Linked DNA regions of Mus musculus: region 1 is linked to region 2. A link is a contact called in public promoter capture Hi-C data. All regions are on one chromosome and are shown on one strand. The core of a region is the stretch at or near the end of the contact, and the rest is flanking DNA. Distances in the headings are between cores, read along the strand shown. Region 1 overlaps Usp29 (ubiquitin specific peptidase 29). Region 2 has its middle 16 kb from the start of Zfp28.

Evidence for each region. Promoter capture Hi-C pulls out the DNA fragments that hold promoters and counts their contacts.
Region 1: a promoter capture Hi-C map of cranial neural crest shows a contact between it and region 2. The contact joins two enhancer-like sites. A contact is called at or near these places in 2 of 39 promoter capture datasets (cranial neural crest and liver) and 1 of 115 datasets of contacts at active chromatin or transcription factors (stem cell-derived neural progenitor cells).

Annotation. Positions count from the first base shown.
Region 1 is chr7:6,834,149-6,836,932 of GRCm38.p6, forward strand. The region is part of intron 2 of Usp29 (ubiquitin specific peptidase 29); the gene reads left to right. Among named protein-coding and RNA genes, the nearest start is that of Mir3099, 32 kb to the left of the region's middle. Within about 2 kb of position 1,368, at least 58 of the 459 cell types and tissues checked have an H3K27ac peak or open chromatin away from gene starts, as enhancers often do. A contact at or near this core is called in stem cell-derived neural progenitor cells, where this site is marked.
Region 2 is chr7:6,397,369-6,400,357 of GRCm38.p6, forward strand. No RefSeq gene overlaps it. Among named protein-coding and RNA genes, the nearest start is that of Zfp28, 16 kb to the left of the region's middle. Within about 2 kb of position 1,318, at least 170 of the 459 cell types and tissues checked have an H3K27ac peak or open chromatin away from gene starts, as enhancers often do. A contact at or near this core is called in stem cell-derived neural progenitor cells, where this site is marked.

The DNA.
Region 1 (2,784 bases), core at 118-2,617, 440 kb after region 2:
CTTCTTGCAACCTATTCCAAGTTTCTTTATTGCCCTCACTTCATCTAAGTTACAGCCATCTTTTGTTTCTTTTTCCTTCAATTTTTATATTAGGGAATATCAATAACTTAAAATTTGCTATATCATCCCTTGTAAGTATACAGCTCCGTGCTCATCAATACAGTTATAATGCCCAACATTATATTCTGTCCACCATATATTCTTAATCCATCTCCAAAGCTTTTTATCTTTACCAGCCAAGACTCTGCCATCATTAGGTCATAACTCCCATTCTCCTGATTCCACAGCCCAGGACAACCATCATCCTAATTCATCCAGGGGGTCGATCACTCTAGGTACCTCACACAAATCGAAGTAGAGTATTTGTCCTTCTCTGACAGGTTTGTTTCCCTTGACACAATGTCTTAAAGGTTCATCTGTGGTATAGCATCTATCAGAGTTTCCTAGTTTAAAAAAAATCATGACAATTTATTTGTTTATCGCATGAGTGCATCTGTAGCAAAGAACAGCTTTTGGACAGTAACTGCCCTCCATTTGCCATGTAGGTCCTAGGCACTGAACGGAGACCCTCAAGCTTGGCAACTAGTACCTTTATCTTCTGATCAATCTCACACACATATTTCCTTCCTTTAAATTTTTTTTTTTTATTTTTGAGATTATAACATAATTAGATCATTTCCCCCTTCTCTTTCCTCCCTCCTTGATTCCTTTCAAATGCATGGCCTCAGTTTTCATTAAGTGTTGTTACATGCACATAGGCACGCACACGTACATTCTTAAATATAACCTGCTCCGTTTGCATAATGTTATCGTGTTATGTTTGCAGGGCTGACCATTCGGTATTGAATAAGCAGTCAGTGTGTTCCTCCCTGGGGAAGACTATTTCTCCCACTCTCCACATTCCTTAGTGGCCTGTAGTAAGGCTGAACACTGTTCCATTGTGTGGACGGAGCTCCTGTTTATTCAGTCATCCACTGGGTCGATATTTCAAACAGTGTTGCCATGACCTGGGGATGTAAATATCTGTTGATTCCCTGCTTTCAGGTCTTTTCAGAAATGTCACAGCTAGGTTAGATGGTAACTTTTGATTTAATTTACAAAACCCTTTCTCTGTCTTCAAAGTTCAGCTCACGGTGTGATTAGCTTCAACTACCAGAGTTCACCAGATGAATTAGCCCAAGAGTATGTGGCTCCCCTGCAAAGCACAGCCATGAGATGTCGGGGAAGGGGGTCTCCGTTTTTCCTCAGCAAACTTTTAGGAAGCCCCTGCTCTGTGCCGGCTTGGCATTTTGATCTCTCCATAAATCTAAGGCCTGGAAATTTTCAGCCTTCTGGGCCTCTTCCTGTATTCTCTCAGCCGCTTTCCATTTGCAGCAGCTGCTATGGTTTCCATGCCAACAGCCTGAGCCTACCTAAGCCCCTGATGCACCAGGTTCTGGAGGGAAATTCTGCACCCCAACAAAGCAAGACTGGATGGGGGAGGGTCAAGAGGGTTAAGCACGTAGGTGTGTAGGTGAGAAACAGGACCAGACTGGGGGTGGGGGGTGGAGGTGGGGGGGAGTCCCATTTGTAGCCCCTCCTTCTCCCCCATCCTAGTGGAGACACATTTTTTTGTTGACCTGCATGTGAGTTAGGAGACTGCCTATGACTGCAAAAAAGCACACAAATACATACAAATGTATGGAAGAACCTCCAAGTTTAGTCCCAGCTTTGATTGATTTTATCGTAAAGATTGAGGCCTGAGTGGCAAGATGGCTCAGAAGGTTAGGAAGCTTGCTGCTAAGCCTGCCAACCTGAGTTTGAGTCCCAAGAATCACATGGTGGAAGGAGAGAATCAACTCTCACAAGCTGTTCTCCAACCTCCATATGTGCACCAGTGTGTGTGCACATGCACACACACACACACACACACACACATATTTAAAAATAATAAAATTTAAAACTGTGTAGGGGTTTGATGTTTAATATTAAATACGTATATTTAACTACTACTATTAAGCAACATAAGCAGGAAGAATTAGCAATAGAAGTCTAATGTCAAATACATATATTTAATTACTATTATTAGGAAACATTAGCAGTGAAATTAGCACTAGAAGCCAGTAAGATAGATGGCTTTATGGATAAAGGTGCTTGCTGTTGCACCTGATGACTTAAGTTCCATCCCTGAGACCTGTGTGTTAGAAGGAGAGAATTGATTCCTGACGGTTGTCCTCTACCCTCCACACACGAGTTGGCACTTGGTGCACATGTGCTTACAAGCATGCTTGTGCATGTGCACACACACATGCACACACACTAAACTTAATTTTAAAAATTTAAACTTAATTTTTAAAAGTTTTTAAGATCTAGGGCTGGAGAGATGGTTCAGTGTTTATGAGCAGGTACGACCCTTACAGAGCATCCAAGTTTAGTTCACAGCACCCATAACAGCTAGTTCACAAGCTCTTGTAACTCCAGATCCAAGGGCTCCAAGGTTCTCTTCTGAACTGGAGGTCACCTGTAACACACACACATACTCTTCCCAAAGCCAGAGATTCATGGGGAAGACAAGCATTGCCATCTCCCAAGCTCTAACACCAGAGCAAGGCCTTTAGTTCTTCAACCTTTGGGTACTGAGGACTTTCCATGGGAAAGCCCCAAGGTGGAGTTATCATGGGAAGCTATAGAAACTGGGCCATCAAAGATTGTTGCCTTCTTGATGTCTTATTCTAGTGGGGGATTGTGGGAAGTGAGTGGTGTAACAGCCAGTCACATCTAGAGACGAGTGTTGATTGGAGCACT
Region 2 (2,989 bases), core at 68-2,567:
AGTACACGTTAGGTATTCAGAGCCAAGGCTGCAATGGAACTGTGTAATGCGACATGGGAGATTGCTACCAGAAAGACCTCATACATGTTGAAATCTGAATTTTTAGTTGTACATTCAGAAGCTTACTGTTGTTTGCATCTTCTTCAGTGTTTATGGTCAGCTAGGCAGCTTAAGAAGCTGAAGTTTGGAGTTTACTGGGGCTTATGGTACATGGACTGTTCAGAACATCCCTGGTGTGTCTGCGCTTTTAGGGGAAAGTCAGCTACTATAGTTGCACACTCAAGGTATGCCCATGTTTACATAAAGGTAGTCTATTTGGCTGTTTTGACTGACAGTCCTTTTGCTTAAAGTAGTCAGGCAGCAAGAGAGGGAGGGGGAGGAGAGGGAGAGGGGAGCTGCCATCTGGAGGCTCAAATTTCCACATCCAACATCTTTGCCAAGTAACAAGAAAATTAACAACACTGGAGGTGTTTCTATGAATTTAAACAACTTTACATTAATAGTAGTAATGACTTTTGTTTGTATATTTGTTTCTTTTTTGAGACAGAATCTCTACATAGCCCTGGTTGTCCTGGAACTCACACTATGTGGACCAGGCTCACCTGAAACTCAGAGATCAGCCTGCCTAATTTTGTCTCCTGATTGCTGGGATTAAAGGTTTGTGCTTCCATGCCCAGCTAGTAGTGACTTTAAGAGTATGCTTTAATTATGTGAACATCTGCCTGGAGCATAAGAGACAGGTGGGTCATCATCTGTTCTGAAGCTCCTATGTGTCAAACACTTTTGTCACCGAAAATAAAGCCCCGAATAGGGTGAAGATGTGTAGTCTTGGGATGTTCAGCCTCGTAGACCTGGGGATTAGGGTGGGTTATGTCAGGAAGCTAAAGCATGAAATGGGTTACGCATTGAAATCACAAGTACACAAATCATAATCAAGTATTTTCCTCCTATCTTTTACTCTGTGTCCCCGATGCCTTCTAAATCTCACTCACTGCCCTCAGCTGTCTTCTACTGCAGAAGCCACAGCCGCCTCCTTGGCTTTAAAGCTTCTCATTTTAATTATATCCAGGCCTCATCTTCGCAAGCTGATAGTCACCTCTGAGCCGGTGTTCTATGGTCCGCCCTTCTTCTAGACTCAGACACGAGGCTGTGTGGTTTCTATTGACTGTATTCTAAAACGGGGGACATCAACTAGGGAAAGAGTGGCGACCAATTGACCTACTGAAGAGGCTTCTTGTCATTCTCTTGTGAAAACCTTGATCTAGATTCGCCGAGCGAGGACTACATTTCCCAAGTGCCATTGCGAGGGATCACTCGCCCACCTCCGGTATAAACCGGAAGTCACTGATACTTCAGCCCAGTCTTGGTGGATGTGGGATGGAAGTTAGACCTGGGTAAACTGCCAAGATTGGTGTCCTGGTCGGCGCAAGTGTGGTCTGGCATCCGTGGAACTGACACATGTGTTTTGTGTGAATGTGGGGATGTGGGTCTGTCTGGAAGGAGGCTGCGGGGAAGTGTGAAACGGGATGCATGGTGGAAGGGGCATGTGCCACCCGGCTTGCTTTCAAGTCCCAGCAGAGGGATGGTTGTGTGTACTGGAATGAGTGAAACACTTGAAAGCGGTTGAGGCGATACTCTTTCACTATCAGATGCGTGGCTTCAGGTGTCAAACTCCAGAATCCAGAGACAGTGTGCAGGCAGCTGAAGTATTTCTTGCTTGACCTTTCTGGAAGAGATAGAGCTCAGGACTCTTCTAGAAGCAATCACTACTTAGGTAAAAATGACAGATAGTTTGGGTCTGGCTAAAATAGCAAAAAGTCGAGATTTGAGGAAGATGTAATTTGCAGTGCCAAGTCTAGAGGGTGTCGGTGGTCTCCAGTGCTGGTAAACTCGTCTGAAGATTTGGAAGCCACTGATTTATACTATGGATCCAAGTTCAGGAGGGACCTTGACTTGCCCAGAGCTACTTAACCGGGCTCTGCTACATTCCTTTAGGGTGCTGCATACCAGCATTTCGTTTTTCACCTGTCAGGTCCTTGTCCTGTCTCGATAGACTAAGACTTTGGGTTGGAGAGGAGGCTCACAGCTCTATTTAGAAATGTCAGGGGATTCCAAGCTTTGATTCTGTGCAAGAATGTATTCACCTTTCCCTTGCTTCCTTTCTCTCACCGCCCATCCTAGTGACAAAGAGGGAGGGGAGAAGAATTGCTGTTCACAGTCCTCTGAGCCACTTAGAGTGTTCCATTCATTCCAGCACACTATGCTTGCTTCCCTGGACAGAGGTACAACAGCTAATGTTTATTGAGTGCTTATTATGTGACAGACACAGGCTGGGTCTCTAAGACCTTTGGGGAGTATTAATAGAAGAGTGTGAAATTAGGAAATACTTAGTCTTTTTTTTTTTTTTTTAAACAGATGAGGACTTTGAAGCACAAAGGGGACAAATAATCACCAGGAAGTAGAAGAGGCAGGATTCAGAGTCAGCAAGTGATGACTGCAGCATCCACTCTTCTTGCTGTCATGAACTCCCCGCAGGGTCTGTACAAGGTAGAGATTGTTAACACCCTTTGACAGCTGTGCCAGATGGTTAAGTAACATCAAGAGTTCTGTCTTCAAACTTCCACTCCAGGAGTTTTTGTTTTTTATATCTGGTGGTTTGATATGCTTGGCCCAGGGAGTGGCACTATTGGTGTGGCCCTGTTAGAGTAGGTGTGGCCTTGTTGGAGTATGTGTGTTACTGTGGCTTGAAGTGTGTCACCCCAGCTTCCTGGAAGCCAGTATTCTGCTAGCAGCCTTCAGATGATGATGTAGAACTCCCAGCTCCTCCTGTACCATGCCTACTTGGATGCTGCCATGTTCCTGCTTTGGTGATATTTGACTGAACCTATGAACCTGTAAGCCAGCCCCAATTAAATGTTATAAGACTTGCCTTGGTCATGGTGTCTGTTCACAGCAGTAAAACCCTAACTAAGACAATGAATCTTAGTTC